Linked DNA regions of Mus musculus: regions 1, 2 and 4 are each linked to region 3. Evidence: chromatin contacts called from public Hi-C, Micro-C and promoter capture Hi-C data. All regions are on one chromosome and are shown on one strand. Each heading gives the region's core, a stretch centred on a gene start, on an enhancer-like site or on the middle of the called end of the contact. The rest is flanking DNA. Distances are from core to core; before and after follow the strand shown. Region 1 has its middle 94 kb from the start of Gm42040. Region 2 holds the start of Psmd7 (proteasome (prosome, macropain) 26S subunit, non-ATPase, 7). Region 3 holds the start of Zfhx3 (zinc finger homeobox 3). Region 4 holds the start of Wwp2 (WW domain containing E3 ubiquitin protein ligase 2).

Region 1 (2,700 bases), core at 110-2,609, 1.0 Mb after region 3:
TATCATAGCAGTACAGGTAGCTTACTAAATTCGGGAATACAACCATGAGGTGAATGGTTTGTTTTAGTCTGCTGAGCAGGCGCAGTAGTGTACGCCTATAATCCCCAGGATGAGGAGCTGAGGCAGGGAATTATAACATGAAGAAAGGCTAGCCTGGTCTACATGGTGAAACACTGCTTCAAGAAAACAAGCAAAAAAGGAAAACTTAATGACTGGTCTGTGGTCAACAAACTGCAGAGACACTGACCCCAGAGTACTAGTGTGGGGGCCTAGAATGGCCATTTTTACAGCCATCCAAAGGACCCTGGTAGACATTTTACCTAGACAAATTCATTTTACTCTTTATAACACTTCCACATTTAGGCTTCGGTGAGACGGCTCAGCCGTAAAAGTGCTTGCTAAGCCACCCTGACAACTGGGAGTTCTGGAACCCACAGTGGAAGGAGAAAATCCACAAGGTGTCCTCTGACCAGCACACACACACAATAAATAAATAAGCAAACAAACAAACAAATAAATATCACAAAGGCTAGTAGTACTCTAGCCTACACACACACTGTCTGTAGTTTCACTTATCATGGGTAACAACAGTCCAGAAATATTTACAGAAATTTGCATAACTATGGTCTAATCTTAAATTGTCATCCTGAGTGATGACCTCTGCCACTAGTCCATCCTGGCCCTTCGAAGACGTGAATTTTCCATTGGTACCCAGTCTGAGCGCGTGGCTCTCCTCGGCAACTTAAAAACAGAGAGCGCATCCACGTGACTTGCTACAGCATATTATTCCAATCATTTTATTATATTATATACTATCACTAATCTCTTACCATGTTTAACTTATAAACATGATTTTCTTTTAGGTATATATGTCCAGGACAGAAAAATATACAGCGTTGGGTACGCTGTCCTTGTAGGCAACCACTGGAGAGAGTCGGGGACACAAATGGGAGATGACTATTACAGCAGCCAACTCTGAAGATGAAAGGCCATGAGGCACGGGTGCTTCGTCATTTCCCAGGCTCAAACAGCTTAGGAAGTTTAAGAGGCAGAATTGGAATCCCATTTGGCACCTAATCAGTGACATAATCTCACTAAGTTAGAAAAACACAATTGACCCCAAACCCAAGGTAAACAGAAAGAATTAGAGAACATGTGCGCGCGTGTAGAATTGGGGGGGGGGGGGGGGTTGCCTGTGTGTGTCTGTTTGTGTGTCTGAGTCTCAGGGGTTGCGCCCCGAGAGCCACAACCCTTGTCTTTTGTAAGTTTGTGTTTTTGAGACGCGGTCTCCCGAGAACGGGCTGATTCAGCTAACATAGCCAGCAAGCTCCAGTGATCCTCATGTCTTGCCTCCCCAACGCTAAGATTCCAAGCTTTTACCAGGTGTCCAACATCAAACTCAGGTTCTCATCTGAGCAGCAAGCACTTTGCCAATTAGAGACAACTTCCAGGTAGAGCCTCCAGGGGGCGCTCCATTGGCTGCATCAACCCCCAACAAGCTAGCAGAACAAAATCCCTCTTCTCTTTCACGGGAGTCACCTTTTTCTGGCATCTTGAGGCGAGACACTTCTCAAAAGTCAAAGGTAGAAAATAAGACGCAAAAAAATCGCATCAATAAAGTATCATCAGCCAGAACCGCTCGCTGCCCGTTTTCCTTTGAACGCAGCCTTTGACCGTATGGAACTCATTTTCACCATCTGCCACTCCGTGTTTCTGCCTCCTTTATAGTAGTTCCTTCTCCAAACACTCGGTAGCTTCCTCTCTTCACATTTGTAAATGCTGTTGACTGTGGATAGGATCCATGTTTACTTTCTACTCGAAACCCCATAGGAAAGCTTGTTTTAATCAACCGCAGATGCTTCAGGTCCGCTCTGCTTAGCTTGGCCCAGAACTTCAGAGGGAAATAAAAGAAAAATCTTTATTTTATATTTCAATTGTAGATTGCTACAGACTAAATACAGCGCCAAACTGTTATTGGAAACAACACAGCCACTGGAATAACGATAGCCAACATCGCGTTTTTACAATTATAATTTTTTCTGGCATTTGTTTAACCCAAGATGGTTCCTGTATTTTATAAAAGGGTTTTTTTTTTCCTTCCCCAACTACTCCGAATGAACCTTTATGGAAGCTGTAGAAGTTAGTAATTTATTTTTAATACATTCTTGTACATTTGAAAAAAATTGAAATTATAGCACAATACATAGTCATTAGTTTTTTATGGTATCCTTTTGAATTCCTTCAAAAACACTCATTAGCCAGCCCTAGCATCCAGTGACTTTGCTTGTAGGGTTTGACTTGGGACATGTAGTTCATAATGAAGAAAAACATTTTTCTCAAAAGTGACACCAGAACTGGGTCTGGAGAGATGGCTCGGAGGTTAAGAACACTGACTGTTCTTCCAGAGGTCCTTGGTTCAATTCCCAGCACCCATGTGGCACCTCACAACTGTCAGTAACTCTTGTGCCAAGGGATCTGACACCTTCGAAATGCAATAAAAAAAATTTTAAGTGGCCCCAGAATGAGTACAACTAATTCCAGGGAGGACCTAGTGTGGCTCTCTGTAGCTCCAGGGAGGACCTGGTGTGGCTCTCTGTAGCTCCAGGGAGGACCTAGTGTAGCTCTCTGTAGCTCCAGGGAGGACCTGGTGTGGCTCTCTTTCTGTAACTATTTCATTATACATGTCATGTCTGTAACCAC
Region 2 (2,700 bases), core at 154-2,653, 1.1 Mb after region 3:
TTTCTTGAACCATCCCCTGCACCAGCACCACCACACACACACACACACACACACACACACACACACACACACACACACCCGTTTTTAGGAAGAGACAGCCCATGTACACAAATAAAAAAATGCTTGTTTTAAAGCTATGATATGCTTACAGACGGGAGACTGGCATGGCTGTCCTCTAAGAGGCCCTACCAGCAGTTGACTTAGACAGACAGATACTTACACCCAAGCATTGAATTGAAATTGGGGACCCCTATAAAAACTAAATTAAATTGAATAAATAAAAATGCTTGCTTTAATTAATTAATTTTAATTAATTTAGCCATGGTGTTTTGGGTTGGTGGCCTTTCTCCCCAAATCTTTGGGATTAACAAAACCTGAATGTTGTTGCACTCATTATGTCACAGTGAGCATTAAGGAAAATTCCCAGAAATAAAAACTATAGATAAAGTATCCAGTCATACACCCAAAGTGTGCCCTTGGTGTTAGAGACCGAGAGCATCTCTAAACCACGTGTGGTCGCATATGCTGTCACCCTTGTACTTAGGAGGAGGTAGAGACAGGGGACCACCCTGGACTATACAACAATTTCCATGCTAGTCAATGTCATAGAAGGCCCAACTTCAAAAGCAATGAAATAAAACATTAAAAATAAATAAATAAAAACCAGGTGTGATGGCATATGACTTTAACTCCAGCACTCAGGGAACAGAGGCAGGTAGAGGCCAGTCAGGTCTACAACGTGAGTTCCAGGACAGCCAGGGCTGTTACATAAAGAAACACCGTCTCAAAAAAAAAAAAAAAAAAAAAAAAAGAAGCAAAACAAAACAAAAACCAAAACCCAAAAACAAACAAACAAACAAATGAAACTCCTCTGGGAAATTTTGAAACAGTGCTGACTTAAAGTGTTAAGTGAAAGTTAAGGGCTGGTGAGATGGCTCAGTGGGTAGGAGCACCTGACTGCTCTTCCGAAGGTCCAGAGTTCGGATCCCAGCAACCACATGGTGGCTCACAACCATCCGTAGCGAGATCTGACTCCCTCTTCTGGTGTGTCTGAAGACAGCTACAGTGTACTTACATATAATAGATAAGTAAATCTTTGAAAAAAAAAAAAGAAAGTTAAATATATGTCGTTAATTATTTGATTAGTAGAAGTACACGCTGTTACTACTTATGTTTATCTGCCTTTTTCTACAACCTTCCAAGGAGGAGAAATGGTGAGCTGGCAAACAACTGAGGAAAAACAAAAACGAAAACAAAAACAAAAACAAAAACCTAGGGAAAGGCTCAATGCCAAGCTTCGTCAATAGCCTAAGTCCCACAGAAGGCAAGGCGGTTCTTTCCCTTTCTCAAGATGGCGCCCCTGGCGACAGGGCGGGCACGAGCGCAAAGCGCTCTGGGAGCGGAAGTCGACTGTGCAGCGGCGGTCAAACCGGAAGGGGAGGTGCTGGGGCCTGGAGGAGCGGCCTGTGTCGCTGCGGTTGCTGGTGTTTGCGGGTTGCAGGGAGCCGGGCCGGTGGTCGGGCTGTGTCGCGATGCCGGAGCTGGCGGTGCAGAAGGTGGTGGTTCACCCCCTGGTGCTGCTCAGTGTGGTGGATCATTTCAACCGGTGAGCGGGTGGCGCGTGGCGGCCACACGGCGCAGGGCTGCTGAGTCACGGGCGCGCCGGGCACAAACGCGGCGGCCGGGGACACGGGTTGGGACAAGCGACCCCAGCGGCTCCACACCGCGGTGCTCGGTACCCATTGACAGCCTCGCACCCCCACCGAGGCCGCCACTCCTGAGTCTGGCCCGCCTGGCGAGGCCCCGGAGCCGGAACGATGCTACCCGCCGAGGCCGCGCCTTTTCCCAGAACGGCTGGGCGCCGTTTAAGACCGAGCTTCAGTCTCGTGTGCCCGTGCCTGTAAAAGCTGTCACTGAAACCCCGGTCTCGGAGTCCCCGATGAACGATTTTCTGGATGAGGCAGGGATCATAGCCAAGTTTCGATTTGGGATTCTGGTCGAATGGTACCTTTAAAATGGGAATGAATAAGGTGTCGGCTTGTTCCTCTAAAAACGAGGCAGGTGCAGATTGGGGCCAGCCTACAGTTCCCTTGGGTAGCTCACTGCCACCCTTGCCTGCTCCAGCCGTTCATCCGGCCAGACCTGTTGCACGTGTTCGGAAGTTTTACAAGATAATTAGTGTGAGGAGTTAACAAATATGAAGGTCCAGTAGGGAGTCTACTTGCAGTCAAGTCGGCGCTAGTGCCTGGTCTGAAGCAGGCTTTGTGCAGCTAACTCAACCAGAGCCAAAAAAAAAAAAAAAAAAAAAAAACCTCAAGACGGAGCCTTTTGAGTCTGAATTCAGTTGTATTGTTCGGAATGCCTGGGATACTAGGGGCCCTGATGGGGTGAACACTGTTTAAGCTTTATTTTAACAATTGGTAAGAATGGGGGGGGGGGGTGCAGACACTGTTGGTAGTTGTATCAAGGAACAGATGGAGGGGCTTTAAAGACTCGTGGATGAAGTTTCCTTTGGCATGTGGAAACTCGTTGTTTGAAGTAGTTTTAGTGGGTTAGAGAGGTGTAATGTTACTTTCACTGTGGCTTGTGTGTTTCCTTAGCATAGAATTAAGTTGTTTCCAAATATGCAGTTTGTTAGTGGCTAAAGAAAACAATTCTTGCTGGGCGTGATGGCGCATGCCTTTAATCCCAGCACCCCGG
Region 3 (2,902 bases), core at 129-2,628:
TGTTTTTGGTTTTTTTGTTGTTATTTTTCTTGTTGCTACCCTAACTTGGATATCTCTCCTCTTTAAATGGAGTTTAAAAAAAAAATCTTACCTTTCCTTCGTACTTCCCGCCCCCCAAAATAAATGCTGTACCGGTTCTGGCAGAAGAACAAACCGAAATTAGAGAGCAGCCAGGCCAAGATGATCTCCATAGGTCCCGCCAGCTCTGCCCTGATTCTCTCTTTAATTACTCCCCAAACAGGCACATTCTTCACATTGCTGCAAACTGACCAGCGACTTCTAACACACTCTCACTCTCTCTCTCTCTTTCCTTCATAACCGCCCCCCCCCCCGGCAGCTGAAGGTGTGTTTTAGACCAAAGAATCCAAAGTTCTCAATGGCACCAGTACCCCCAAGTATTAACAAGGTAGGAACTAACCCAAAAGCAGGAGGAGGAGGAGGAGGAGGAGGTCGGGAAGGAAAAGCAAGAGGAGATAGGAGGAAGAACGTACTCTGGTGCCCAGCAGACTCTAAGCCACTCTCTCCCCAGGTAGGTTCCTCCTGGAGTCTAGGAGTTCAAGTGCATCCAAGCCTGCCCTTCCCCCACACGCCCCAAGAGAATGGGAAGTTCAGCCAAGACTCACTCGCAGCACCTGCCTCCAGCGCTAGGCCGGCTGCGAGCGGCGCGGCGGGGGAGGGAGGCTGCACTCACCTGGCACACAAAGCCTCCGTACACCTCAGGAGGAAGGAGGCACTCGGAGGTCCGGGGGCCACCACGCCGGGCAGCGCGACAACGGGAGATTCCAGTGGCAGCGGAGCCCCGAACTTACCCACCCCAGGCGGCATTCTCCCCACCTCCCGCTGCCCCCCGGGCTCGGCGGTGGCGCAGGCTAGGAGCGAGGGGCCTGGCGGCAGGGGCGGGGCGCGCATGGTGGCGGCCCGGGGCTGGCGATCTGCGGGCTGCCCCGGGGAGGGAGGTCCCCCAGGCGCGGCGGGGATTCACCCACGGGGCGCGGCGCTGCGTCCCGGTCCCCGTCCCGGCCTGCCCGCCTCTCTCCTCCTCCTGCGCCGCCCGCTCGCCCGCCCGCCCGCCCGGAATCGCTTTATGTAAATGAAGCTCAACTCGCAGTTTGCAGCGCGCACCGCCCGAGGAAGGGGGGCGGGCGGGGCGGGGGGCCTTCGGGGATCCACATTACACAGCAACAAAGCGGAAGGTTAATTTGAAACTCACAGCCCCGCAGCCTCTCGGCTCCCCGGGCAAAGCCTGACATCTACAGTCGCGCTGGGCGCAGGCCGGGCTGCTCGCGGTGGCCGCGCCCGCGCGCCTGCGGGGACCTGGGGACATAGACGCACAAACACACAGGAGCAGGGCCGGAGCTGCCGGGCCCGGGCTCCCAGCACCAGCCTTGGAGGCGGCCTGGGCCGCACTCGCCTGGGGACAGGAGCCTTGGCTGCCCTGGCCTGCACCAACCCAGGAACCGGCCCGGCAGGAACAAAGCCGCGTCCCCGCGAGGCACTGACCGCACCGCTCATCAAAAGTCAAAGGCCGGCCTGGAAGAAACGGACGCGCCTTCGGCCACCCCCAGTCTCTCCCCCAAAAGAGAAGAACAAGCAGTCGGGGCCTCCGAACCCTGATCCATCAGTCTCTGGGCCCTGTCCACGTCAGAGCCAGGCCACTCTAACATGGGGACTTTAGCCAATGTGGACAGGAATTTATTTGAAACACACACCCATCCTATTAACTGCTTCACAGAGCACTTCTGTTTTTCAGCTGCAGAAACTTACGAAAACATCCCCTACTCACTCACTCTCCATTGAGAGTTTAAGGACAGTTTCTAAGGAGAGGGGGAGAAGAGGAGAGCAAGAAACGACTAGAAAAGGCCAAGCAGCCTGGAACCACCCGCTGTCAGGATCAGGAGACTGCCCTTAGGAGCCACAGAGCATTTCAGACAGGGCAAGAAAGGTGGCCCGGCTCAAGACGATTCTACCACCAGGATCAAACCCAACGGGGCTACCTCGGCTGGTCACAGCGACAGCTGGGCACTTCTAGGTCTCCCAAGGTTCACCTTTGGCGTTCTGTTATGCAAAGGCAGGCCCCCTTGAAATCTCACCGGAAGGCTCCAGTCCTCTCAGACAGAATTCCACCCTCCTCCTAAATCTAGTCTTCATTCCCAGCATAGAAAGACACCTGCTTTTTCTCTTTCTGAAAACCAGCCACCCAGGCTGCCCCCGGCAGCCGCGAGTCTTTTCCTACTGCACAATAATGAACCATGCAAGTGTTAGAAATATAATAAGCTCACCCGGCGAAGAGCAGAATGTATGGAATCGTATTTGCATTAAACACACACTAACAGGGAGGAAAGGGGGAGGCTTGCTTGGTGAAAACTACAGGGCCCCAATGTAGGAAGCATTTTGGTACAATAGAATTCGGTTTCAAATCGATGTAAATACCTAACCTGTTGGGCGCAGTCTGTTACCCTGTCTATATTTTAGCACAAGAAAAAAAAAAAAGATTGCAATCGCCGTCTCCCTTCCCCCACCCCAAGCTAGGACCTTGGGAGAAAAGAGCTGCCTCTGGGGAATCATGTCTGATTAGGGACAAAGGAGGGCAGAGGCCAAATTTAGTCAAACTTGGGGAAGGGGGAGAGCAGGTCTGGGGGGGTTGGGGGAGGATGGGTTTTTGAGCCAGAGTATGGCCTCCATAGACCTGCTTCAGGCTGCCTGACCTCGGGCTCAAGAACAGGTGGTGTTTTCAAAACACACTGTTATTTATGTTAGCCACACGAGTCAGGAACACCTTAAAGAAAACCAATTAATAATTTAATTGAAAAAGTGGCAATGAATAATGCATAAAGACGAGGAGATAGGCAAGGTGGGGGGGGGGAGAATCTCCTCTCAGAAGATGACCCCCCCCTCCAGAAAT
Region 4 (2,955 bases), core at 301-2,800, 1.3 Mb after region 3:
AAAGAGATGCAGGCGAAAGCACTCACTGCTCTTCCACGGGACCAAAGGTCAGTTCCCAGCATGCAAATCCAGAGGCTCACAACCACCTGTATCTCTAGCTCCAAAGGACCCAATGCTCTGTCTGTCCTTGGTGGGCACATACACACAGGAACATACACACAAATAAAAATACATCTTTTATTTTAAGTCAATTCTCTTAGCTTGTTATCTATAAAGTGTGAATGACTTCTCGAGACTGCTACAAAAATTAACTTTTAAATGCTTATAATATACCCCCCAAGTCTTCAACTCCTAATATATTAATGCAAAGTGCTTTTTCCCCCCTAGCGACCTGTGATTCTGGCTCCTGTCAATGTCCCATTTGAACCCTGACCTTCGTTGCATTCATAAACTTTGCTTCACTTCTGCAAACCTTAGCAAAAGTGAAGGGAAAAGAGGGTGGCCTGTTTGTTTATTTAGGCTGGCTTGGAACTTGGAGCCATCTTCAGGCCTAGGCCTAGAGGATGAAGAATCTTAAGATGGGTATTTTTAACCTCAAAAACTACGATCTAGGTCACAGTTCTAAGGAACACAAGAGAAACTTCTCAGTCACCCCACCTAGTCACAGCTGGTCAAGATAAGCAGTCACATGGTAAAGGAAGCTGCATAATTTAAGCTTGAGAGGTCTCAAATCGGTATGGGCAGACTTTCAACTGTCCATGACTTCAGCAGTCAATGCGTTGCTGAGGTAACGCCGGCCCAGGTCGCCAACAACAGTGTAGGTTAAAAGTCTTGTTATGATCACAGCAAAGCACCTACACGTCTTTTTTTTTTTTTTTTTTTTTTTTTTTTTGGTGGCCTCCAAGATGACCCGATCCGGGAGCATCTCAAAGAAAGACGATCTGATGGGCAAGGTTCCCAACAAGTGGAAACCCTACCCAAACAGGGCAAAGTGGGTGTGACCAGAGTCAGACGATCAAGACTCAGGGATCCCTCCTGAAGTTTAAAGAACTGAACAGAACCGGTATCAAAGTCCCGGATCGCCATCCTTTTTAAAGAGGACGGAAGGAAAAAAGACTCTTGGAATGGGGTCCAGGCCGCATCGTCCAGATTTTTTTCTCCCTGTCCCTACAAGCCAGACGCCCACTCCCAGGCAGCCCCTTCCAGGGAGCAAATGAGTCTTCCCCGGCTGAGGTCGGGCCCCCTTCCCAGACAGACACGGCTCCTCCGCACCGCAGGCACCCGGGGCTGGGGGTCTCCTTCCGGAAGCGCCACCAGCGGGCGACTCCCGCCGGGCCCCGCGCCCACCCCGCCCGGGCGCGAGCCGGGACATCCCTCCTCGGAGGCCGGAACCGCGCGCCAGGCCCCTCCCACAGGAAGCCGCCGCCCCCCGGCGCCCGCCCCGCGCCGCCCCCGGCCCCTCGCGCCGCCCGCCGCCCCCTGGCTGCCCCGCGCCGCCCGCTCGCTGCCGAGCCCCCCAGTGCCCCCGCGCCACCTACCTGCCGCGGCCACACCAGCGGCGCCTAACTCCGCTCCACTTCCGCCTTCCAGCGCCCGCACTCGGGCCGGGTCACGTGGGCGTGCGCGGTCACCTGACCCGGAAGAGGCTGGCCGGGGCGCGCAGGTGCGGACCACCTAGGACCCGGGCGGCGAGCGTTTGACCCGCTCAGGGCCGGGATTGCAAGGATCACCCGGGCTGTGCCCGAGCAAACGTATAAAATAAGGGCTCACCGGGCCCCGGGGTCTTTATGTATGCCTTTGGAAGCAAGTACAGTTGTTTTCCCGCCATGGTACAGGTGGGAGAAGACCATCCGATCAGTTAAGTCAAGTCTTGAAGGAGTTGCTGGATAAAAAACAGTACGCTCCCCCCCTCCAAACTTGAGTGTCAGATAAACCGTGTAACTCTAAGCATGTCCCCAAATTTGCAAAGGATGTTTTGGTACCACAGATGTATACTGATCAAACTTGAGCATCCCATGTAATGTCGTTAGCTTGTGCCAACTCTGTAAGGCCTTGTTCTCAGTTCTAGAAGTATAAATGCCCTGGCCTTTGTAAGGCATCTGTTGTTCCAAGAAGCAAAACTGGAAAGAGGGACGGGAGTGGAGCATGGGACATGACACACGACAACCTGACACCCTTTCAAAACTTCCGGAGTCCCTACGTGTCTTCCCCATGGGGAACCAACTCCCATCCCCCCCCCCCCGCTCCCCTCCCCTACGGAGTAAACTGAACATTATGAATTAACAAACAGGGAATCTATGTAAGTAACCCTGGCTGACCTGGAACCCAGCGCTGTCCTTGGCCACCTGATTCCTGGCATTGTAGACATACCTCACCGTAGCCTGGACAACAGAAACTTTCTGGGTTTTGCAAGATTGACAGTTGAACGTGACTAGTCCAGGGCGTCCCAACTGACCTATGTTCCCAGCCATTTTGCTTCCTTTCTGGTTTTTATTTGGAACAGGGTCTTATTTTAAATGCTCCAACTGGCCAAGAACTTTTAATTCCATTGCCTTAGCTTCTGAGTAGTTAGGATTACCAGTTTATACCATTGGGGTGGAGGGTTAGGGGTGAGAGAGGAGACAGGTGGGGCAAGATTTTATGTAACCTAGGCTGGCATCCACCACCGAGTTAATTGTTCTGATTACCTGGATTTTTGTTGGGTTTTTGTTAACTGAAATATTACATTTTCATTTGTATTTTATTACATAGATGTTTCTCTTGAAGTGTATCTGTGTACCACCTGTGTGTCCGGTGTCTTTGCTGTGGGGTATCTACCAAGAGAAAGTCTTTATTAGCCACCCTGTGACTACACTGGGTGTTCAGGATCCCTGTGTAGTATCAAGCCTTTCTCGGGGCGAGGTTTTAAGCGCAAAATTCGCGTCCTGGGTCGACATGCTCCAGTTAGCAGAAACAGCAACAGAACTACAGAAGCCAAAAGGCGAGATGAATGCATCTAGAGACTTTCCCAGAACT

Evidence for each region. Promoter capture Hi-C pulls out the DNA fragments that hold promoters and counts their contacts. Hi-C and Micro-C count contacts between places; a contact is called where the count stands out from the background.
Region 1: a contact with region 3 is called in a promoter capture Hi-C map of cranial neural crest. The contact joins the enhancer-like site here to the promoter of Zfhx3 in region 3. A contact is called at or near these places in 2 of 39 promoter capture datasets (cranial neural crest and liver), 4 of 115 datasets of contacts at active chromatin or transcription factors (embryonic forebrain, embryonic midbrain, forebrain and 1 more) and 1 of 9 other capture datasets (embryonic stem cells).
Region 2: a Hi-C map of reprogramming fibroblasts shows a contact between it and region 3, with 6 times the contacts expected there. The contact joins the promoter of Psmd7 here to the promoter of Zfhx3 in region 3. A contact is called at or near these places in 12 of 39 promoter capture datasets (the 3T3-L1 cell line, cranial neural crest, embryonic stem cells and 7 more), 7 of 484 Hi-C or Micro-C datasets (the HL-1 cell line, adipose-derived mesenchymal stem cells, cranial neural crest and 4 more) and 15 of 115 datasets of contacts at active chromatin or transcription factors (the NIH/3T3 cell line, differentiating embryonic stem cells, embryonic brain and 7 more).
Region 4: a Micro-C map of the HL-1 cell line shows a contact between it and region 3, with 1.9 times the contacts expected there. The contact joins the promoter of Wwp2 here to the promoter of Zfhx3 in region 3. A contact is called at or near these places in 1 of 39 promoter capture datasets (the 3T3-L1 cell line), 2 of 484 Hi-C or Micro-C datasets (the HL-1 cell line and bone marrow-derived macrophages) and 4 of 115 datasets of contacts at active chromatin or transcription factors (embryonic forebrain, embryonic stem cells and extraembryonic endoderm stem cells).

Annotation. Positions count from the first base shown.
Region 1 is chr8:107,684,115-107,686,814 of GRCm38.p6, reverse strand. No RefSeq gene overlaps it. Among named protein-coding and RNA genes, the nearest start is that of Gm42040, 94 kb to the left of the region's middle. Within about 2 kb of position 1,359, at least 16 of the 459 cell types and tissues checked have an H3K27ac peak or open chromatin away from gene starts, as enhancers often do.
Region 2 is chr8:107,587,185-107,589,884 of GRCm38.p6, reverse strand. Psmd7 (proteasome (prosome, macropain) 26S subunit, non-ATPase, 7) reads left to right here and starts at 1,403. Exons shown (of 7, transcript NM_010817.2): 1 at 1,403-1,606. The coding sequence starts at 1,533.
Region 3 is chr8:108,713,120-108,716,021 of GRCm38.p6, reverse strand. Zfhx3 (zinc finger homeobox 3) reads right to left here and starts at 1,378. Exons shown (of 10, transcript NM_007496.2): 1 at 692-1,378.
Region 4 is chr8:107,434,965-107,437,919 of GRCm38.p6, reverse strand. It overlaps Wwp2 (WW domain containing E3 ubiquitin protein ligase 2), which reads right to left and starts at 1,550. Exons shown (of 24, transcript NM_025830.4): 1 at 1,479-1,550.